2 separate regions of the Canis lupus genome follow, and region 1 is linked to region 2. The links are chromatin contacts, called in public Hi-C maps. All regions are on one chromosome and are shown on one strand. Each heading gives the region's core, a stretch centred on a gene start, on an enhancer-like site or on the middle of the called end of the contact. The rest is flanking DNA. Distances are from core to core; before and after follow the strand shown.

What was found. Hi-C and Micro-C count contacts between places; a contact is called where the count stands out from the background.
Region 1: a contact with region 2 is called in a Hi-C map of blood, with 4 times the contacts expected there. The contact joins the promoter of RER1 here to the enhancer-like site in region 2. A contact is called at or near these places in 2 of 9 Hi-C or Micro-C datasets (amygdala and blood).

Annotation. Positions count from the first base shown.
Region 1 is chr5:57,752,334-57,755,542 of UU_Cfam_GSD_1.0, reverse strand. RER1 (protein RER1) reads right to left here and starts at 1,723. Exons shown (of 7, transcript XM_038537697.1): 1 at 1,543-1,723. MORN1 (MORN repeat-containing protein 1) reads left to right here and starts at 1,667. Exons shown (of 15, transcript XM_038537691.1): 1 at 1,667-2,041; 2 at 3,111-3,182. The coding sequence starts at 1,966.
Region 2 is chr5:57,609,486-57,612,760 of UU_Cfam_GSD_1.0, reverse strand. No RefSeq gene overlaps it. Among named protein-coding and RNA genes, the nearest start is that of SKI, 10 kb to the left of the region's middle. Within about 2 kb of position 1,925, at least 13 of the 20 cell types and tissues checked have an H3K27ac peak or open chromatin away from gene starts, as enhancers often do. A contact at or near this core is called in blood, where this site is marked.

The DNA of each region.
Region 1 (3,209 bases), core at 474-2,973, 140 kb before region 2:
GCCAGAGACAGGCCAGCAGAAAGCTACATCAGTGATACTCCTTGTCCTGGGGATCTTCACAATTTTCTTCTTTTATTTAGGACCAAGCGTTCACCATGAAAATGCTTTTACTTGAACAGAAACAGGAAAAACTGTCACAGAGGACACGCCTGGTGAGCCCTGGACCCATGCACTCTAGCTGGAGACGTCCGTGGCTTTTAGATGAACGTCCTGCCAGCTGCTGATTGACAAGCAACACATACATCGTTGCATGGCCTCCGCTGTCACAGAGACTTGAAGCACGCCAACACCAACTCCGGAGTCAAGCTGTCCCCTTCTGGAGTCCGGTTCCATCGCTTCCTATAGCGGTGTGGCACAAGCGACCCTTCATTCCAAGCTGCGACATGGGGCGACAGCATCTGGGCACCATCCTCAAAGGGTCCTTGCAGGGACCCGGCTGTGAGCCCCGAGAACCTGGCACCCCGGGACTGAGAGGCCTCCTCCGAAGCGCGGCCATGCCTGTGGGTTGGGGCCAGGCTCCCCCCAGCTCCTCCCACTGCGATCCCCTTCCCTCTGCTCCGTCTGAGGATCACCTTTTCGGAAAGGCCGCCCTGTCATCCATCCCCAGGTCACATCACCTTGTCTTTACTTTATGTAACCAACCTTTTCCGACCTTCCTAGTGTTTCTTTATTTCCTATTAGAGCGGGGGGGAACCTTGTCTGGGCCACGGTTGCGTCCTGCCCCCTAAAAAGGCCTGCTACACAGAAGGTACCAGTCAACTACCTGTTGGATATAAGTGCTTTATGCTCAATCACAAACAAAACAGTCAAAAACAAAACACAGGCGTCCCAAGGAAAGTCCGCGAGCGTCACGCCTGAAGCCGCGCACGAATCTCTGTGGGCCCCGTCCGGGCCCCCGGCCCCAGCACACAGCAACCGCGGCATTTCCAGAGCCCGGCTGGGCATCCGGGTCATCCACTCGCTCCTCCTCCCAGGCCCACCTGCAACCTCGGCGCCGCTCCCTCCGCTCAAATGCCCTTCCGCACGTCACTCACTGGCTCTCGGCGACTCCCGCCTGCGGACACGGCCGCCCTGAGGTCTCCCCGGCCCTGACCTCCCCGCCCTCCGGGACCTGCTGGCTCAGGCTCTTTCCCCGCCGAGGGCAAGACCAAGTCCACGGGAAAACTTCGGGCTCCCGGCCGCCCGGACTCGGAGGACACGAGGGAGCGGAGCCGACGGCGGCCCCCGGACGAGGGCGGCTGCGGGGGCCCGAGAGCCTGGGCTGCTGCGGCCGCAACCTGCGGCGTTCCTGAGATCACCTTGAGCGGCCGCACTCCCACCCAGACCCCGCAGACCAGCCCCGGGACCGAGCAGGGACCCGACGGGGAAGGGCGGACGTCCGCCCGCGAGCCGGAGGGTGGCAGCCGACCCCTCCCGGGCCGCGCCCGCGGGCGGGGGCGGAGGGCGGTCCCTGCGCGCCCCCGGGGGCCCCGAGACCCCGCGACCCCAGCCCCGCGCCCGCCCCGCGCCCCGCGCCCCGCTCCCAGCCCCGCCCGCCCGGACCCCTGACGCCGCCGGCACCTCGCCGCTCCCTGCGGCCGAGCGCGGTCTCCGAGGGCCGCGGGAAGGAGGACGCGGGCAGGCGGCCGCGCCGGCGCTTCGCACGGTCCGGGAAGGGCCAGCCGAATACTTCCGCTCTGTCCCGTGCGGCACCGCCTCCGGAGCCTCCAAGATGGCCGTCGGGGCGGAGCTAGGAGCCTCCAACCATTTCCGCTTCCGGTGCAGGTGCCCGGGCCGTTGGCGGGGCGGTCCCCTCGACGGAAGGGACGTCAGCGGCGGAAACGCGCCGTGCTGCGCATGCGTCCTTGTGTCTTCGGGCTCCGGGCCGGCAGAACTCCAGTCCAGAGATTGCTACCGCCCGGGGACTGACCCACCAGCCAATGGAGGAGAGCTTTGCTGGTTGCTAAGGAAACGTGAAGCGGCAAGATGGCAGCCGCGGGCGGAGGGAACCCGAGCTCCAGTCGGTCGTCCCGGGACCCGCGGAGGAGGCCGCCGCGGGACGGTAATGGCTGCAGGCGGGGGCCGGGTCTCCGTCCGCGATGGGGGCGGGGGGAGACGGGCCTCGAGCACCCCGGCAGTCCCCGAGGGCTCTGGGAGGAGCGGCGGGCGCTGCTCGTAGATCCACACGATCGTGTCCGGGGCGGGGGGAGCCCCGGGGAGCCCCAGCCTCTCCGTGGACGATACGGGAGTCTGGCGACCACGCTGTCCACGTCCCGCCGTGGACACGGGCTGGTGGGGAGGGGGCCCGCCTTCCCGGGAACCGCCGGGCTGGCTGTTGCAGGCGTGGACTTTGTGCGGAGGGGACCCGACGCCGCAGCTCAATGCCTGCGGAGGGACCCCAGGGCTGACTCCTTCCCCTCGCCTGCACTCCGCAAATGCCGCCCCTCTACACGCCGCGGCCTCTCGGGGCCCCGGGCTCCCGCATCCCGCACCCCCCCCCCCGCGCCCCAGTGTCCGGGGTCTCGCATCCTGCAGCCCCCAGTACCCCTCCCCAGTGCCCGGGCTCACGCATCCCGTACCCCTCTCAGTTCCCCGGGCTCCCACATCCCGCATCCCCTCCCAGTACCCCAGCTCAAGCATCCTGCACCCCCCTCAATGCCCGGGCTCCCGCATCTTGCACACCCCACTCAGTGCCCAGGCTCCTGCATCCCTCACCACCCTGCAGTGCCTGGGCTCCCGTATCTAGCGCCCCCTCCCAGTGCCCGAGCTCAAGCATCCTGCACACGCACACACACCCGTGCCCCCACTTAGTGTCTGGGCTCCTGCATCTTGCACCCCCCACCAGTGCCTGGGGTCCTGCATCTTGTACTACCCCCCACTCAGTGCCCGGTTCCCGCATCTCACATTCCCCAGTGCTCCTCCTCAGTTCCCGGGCTCCTGCATCTCACACCCCCTTCCAGTACCCAGGCTCCTGTATCTTGCATCCTCCCCCCTCAGTGCCCGGTCTCTTGCATCCTGCACCCCCTCCCAGTGTCTGGGCTCACGCATCCTGTAACCCCCACTCGGTGCCCAGTCGTCAGCCAGGTCACCTGTGGCACCATGTGCTCACCATCCATCTTTTCAACATTCAGGGTATGGTGTCTACGTGTACCCGAACTCTTTCTTTCGATATGAAGGAGAATGGAAAGGAGGAAAGAAACACGGTGAGAACTGTCTCTGGCCTGTTCCCA
Region 2 (3,275 bases), core at 676-3,175:
ACTGACCCACTGACAGAGGTCCAATGAGATGAGGCACTTGGCCCCAGGCCCAGCCAGTGGTGTGACTAGGTATCCCCAGGTGCTTGGGGAGATGGCTGTCTTGGCTGAGAGGCACTGCCCTCATGACCCCCAAGCCATGAGAACTGCCATGTCCCTATGGCAGCTGTCTTATGGCCCCCACCCCTCTGGGCCCAAGGCAGCTCCTCCAGGAGACAGAGTGACAGGGCTGGGTCTAGGGTTTGAGCCTCCTGGGGTGGGGAGGGGCATCGCACACCCCAACGGTGACGGACCAGGCAGGGGACAGGGAAAGGACAGAGGGGAAGACATCCTGAGAGTCCCATGAGGCGGAGGTAGCGCAGGAGGGTGAGGGGCAGAGTGCCCATTCCTCCGAGGCTCCCTGAGGTGCTCCCTAGAAAACGTTGGATGATTTATGGAGGTTCTCTCAGCACCTGGCTGGTGGAGGTAGCCAGGACTGCATACTAGGGCCTGGCCACAGCACCAGGCCCCTCCCGGGCCCTCTCCCGCACCAGGAGGACCCAGGCCTGTCATCTCCCACCCTGGGCCCAGAGCCCAGGCCCCTCTCTCCAGGAGGCAAGGCCGCAGGCTCCTCTCCCTGAAAATTGTAAATTGTAAATCAGAGACACACTTGGTTCCCCGAGCAGGCCCCCTCCCGCCCTCCTGCCTCCTGCCGTCATTCCTGGCAGGCCTGTGAGTGAGCTCACTCATTACATAAGGCATGTGAGCTATTTCTTGGGGGAATGAGCTCCCCCTGCACGGGGCTTATTTCCCCCTCCTGCTCCAACCACCAGCCACCAGCAGCCAAGGGGATCTGGGCCTAAGAGGCGAGACCCTCATGTTCCCAGGGCCTTCTCGCCTGATGCAGGGAGAGGAGCTGCTCAGCCCAGGCCCCAGCCCCTACCCCTCTAAGAACCAGACATCTTCCGAAGACCAGGGACTGTGGGTCCTTGGGCAGTAGGAGAAGCATCCTGCAGGGCATCCTCACTCAGCCCCACCCCCGCCGCAGGAATAAAGGAAGGGATTTCCCCAGGGCAAGAGTGCTTGCTGCCCCTAAGGTCATCACCCCAGGTAGAGCACAGGCTCTCTCTCCTCTCTCCCGGGATTGGGAGTCACCCCCACAGGTACCCATCACTCTGTGCTCTTGGCTCCCTTAAGGACACCTGGGTCATCCATGGGCCCCAAGCCCAAAGACAGTTCAACCAGGACTTGTGCTCTTGGGAGGAACAGTAGCTACATTTCACTTTGGTCAGAACAGAGTGCCCAGCCTCTGCCCCCAGTGAGGGCCACCTGGAGGACAGGAGCCCCCATGGGTACAGTCAGGTTTCCTGGACGTGGGCACCAGCCTGGGGAGCCCATCACGGCTGCAGGGGCTCCTCCCGACTCTCTGTCTTCCACCGTTGGAGGACAGGGGCCCAGGGACCTTGGACCCCCTACCTCATTTCTGGGAAGGGGACTGAGGGTGACCCGCAGAGGACACGGCTGAAGGGACACCCAGGCAGGGGGTGCGGGGCATAGCGGGGCGGTGAGGGGCAGGGCAGGGCACTGCCCCGCTTGGGAGGAGAACTGGTGGCTAGGGGCTGGGGGCCTCCCTGCCCCTGGGTGGGGGCGGCCGTGGGCCTGGACGGGGTGGGAGGCCCTCAGTTTCCTCTTGCCTTGAAGGCAAAGGCGGGAGGAAACCCAGCCGAGCGAGTCCCAAGCTAATGGTCCCCTGCCCCCGCCCAAGGTGCCCGTGCTTGGGACTTCCAGACGGCTCTGCCAGGCCAGGGCTCACCGCGCCCTGCTTGGGGACAAAGCTCCCGGGGCTGCGGGGACACCGGGAGCCGGAAACGCCGCGGCCCCTCCCCGGCCCCCGCCCGGGGGCCTCTGTCCCCGCGAGAAACAAGACCACGGCTTCTTTCTTTTCAGAGACTCGAGTTCTTGGAACGCACACCCTCTTGGGTTTGCTATTTTTACCCGCCCCAGCCTTCCGGTCTCCATGGCGACGCCTCCAAACAGCAGATTCCAGGCGGCAATGACGTCACCTTTCCCCTTCCTGCCGCCCAGGCCCCCAGGCCCTGCCGCGCTGGACCCCATTTCACGCCTCCTGCCTCCCGGGTGTCCCAGGCTGAGCGCCCCCCACCAGGGGCCGCTCCTGTCTCCCCCTCAACCCAGGGACTGCTCCAGTCCCTCCCCACCCAGGGGCCACTCCTGTCCTCCACCCCCTCACCCAGGGGCTGGCTGCTCTTGTCCCCTGTTCCCCCCATCTAGGGGCCGCAGGCGTGCTGGGGCTGCTCGTGTCCCCTGCTGGCCCAGGCAGCTGTGCCTGCAGCGGCCGAGGCCCTCTCCCTCCCCTCAGAGCGGCTGTGCTGGAGCCCCGTGGCAGAGGGCACAGGCCCAGGGGCGGCCCTCCCTCCAGCTCCGGGATCCCTGCCATGCTGGCTGCCCTGTGGGAGCTGCCGCAGGCCTAGCGGCTGGGGAGGCAGGGGCAGGCCGGCGCCAGGCCTTGCTGGCTGCCGGGGCAGCCGCCTGTCTGGCCTGGGAAGCCCCTGTGGCTTCCTCATCAGAAACCGGTGACCATGGCAGAGGGCCTCGGAGGTGGCTGGAGGGCCTGGAGGGGCTGCCGAGCCCCTGCTGCTGTGCCCATGGGCATCTGGCCCCCTCCTGCTCAGTGGTGGCCCTGTCCAGGCCTGTCCTGGGCCACAAGCTCAGCACCTTGGTCCTGAGCAGACAGCTGAACTGCATGGCAGTGGCCTGGTGCGGGGCCCAGGTCCCCTATGGTCAGTCCACAGGCTGGAGCTGTCTGGACCACTCTCTACCCAGCCTGAGGTCTGAACTCAGTCCCGACCAAGTACGAGGACACCTGGGGCTGGGCGGCCATCCGCGTTTGATGGGGATGGGGTGGGAGTGTGGGCTACCAGTGACCTGACCTACTCCCCCACCCCGGAGGAACACCTCACCCTGGGGGCTTGCTCCCTTTGTGCTGTGGACTCACTTTCCCCAAAGTGGCTGAGAAGTATCCTTGGTGGCTTGCAGGGTAGGAAATGCAGCTGGGGGGAGCGTCGCACTCCGATGGGGGCCAGCAGGCCATGGGCTTGCTCAGGCCCACTGCGGTGCCTCCTGGGAGCAAGTGGAGTTTGCTCCTCCCCATCACCCCAAGGAGCGACAATGAAATAAACCCAGGCCCTACCCCCCGCAGCCCCCCCTTCTCTGAGAGCAGACACTGAACTCGGCATTCAAGGAGGGTGTGGAGCAGGCAAGCCAGAGGGGACATGGGGGGG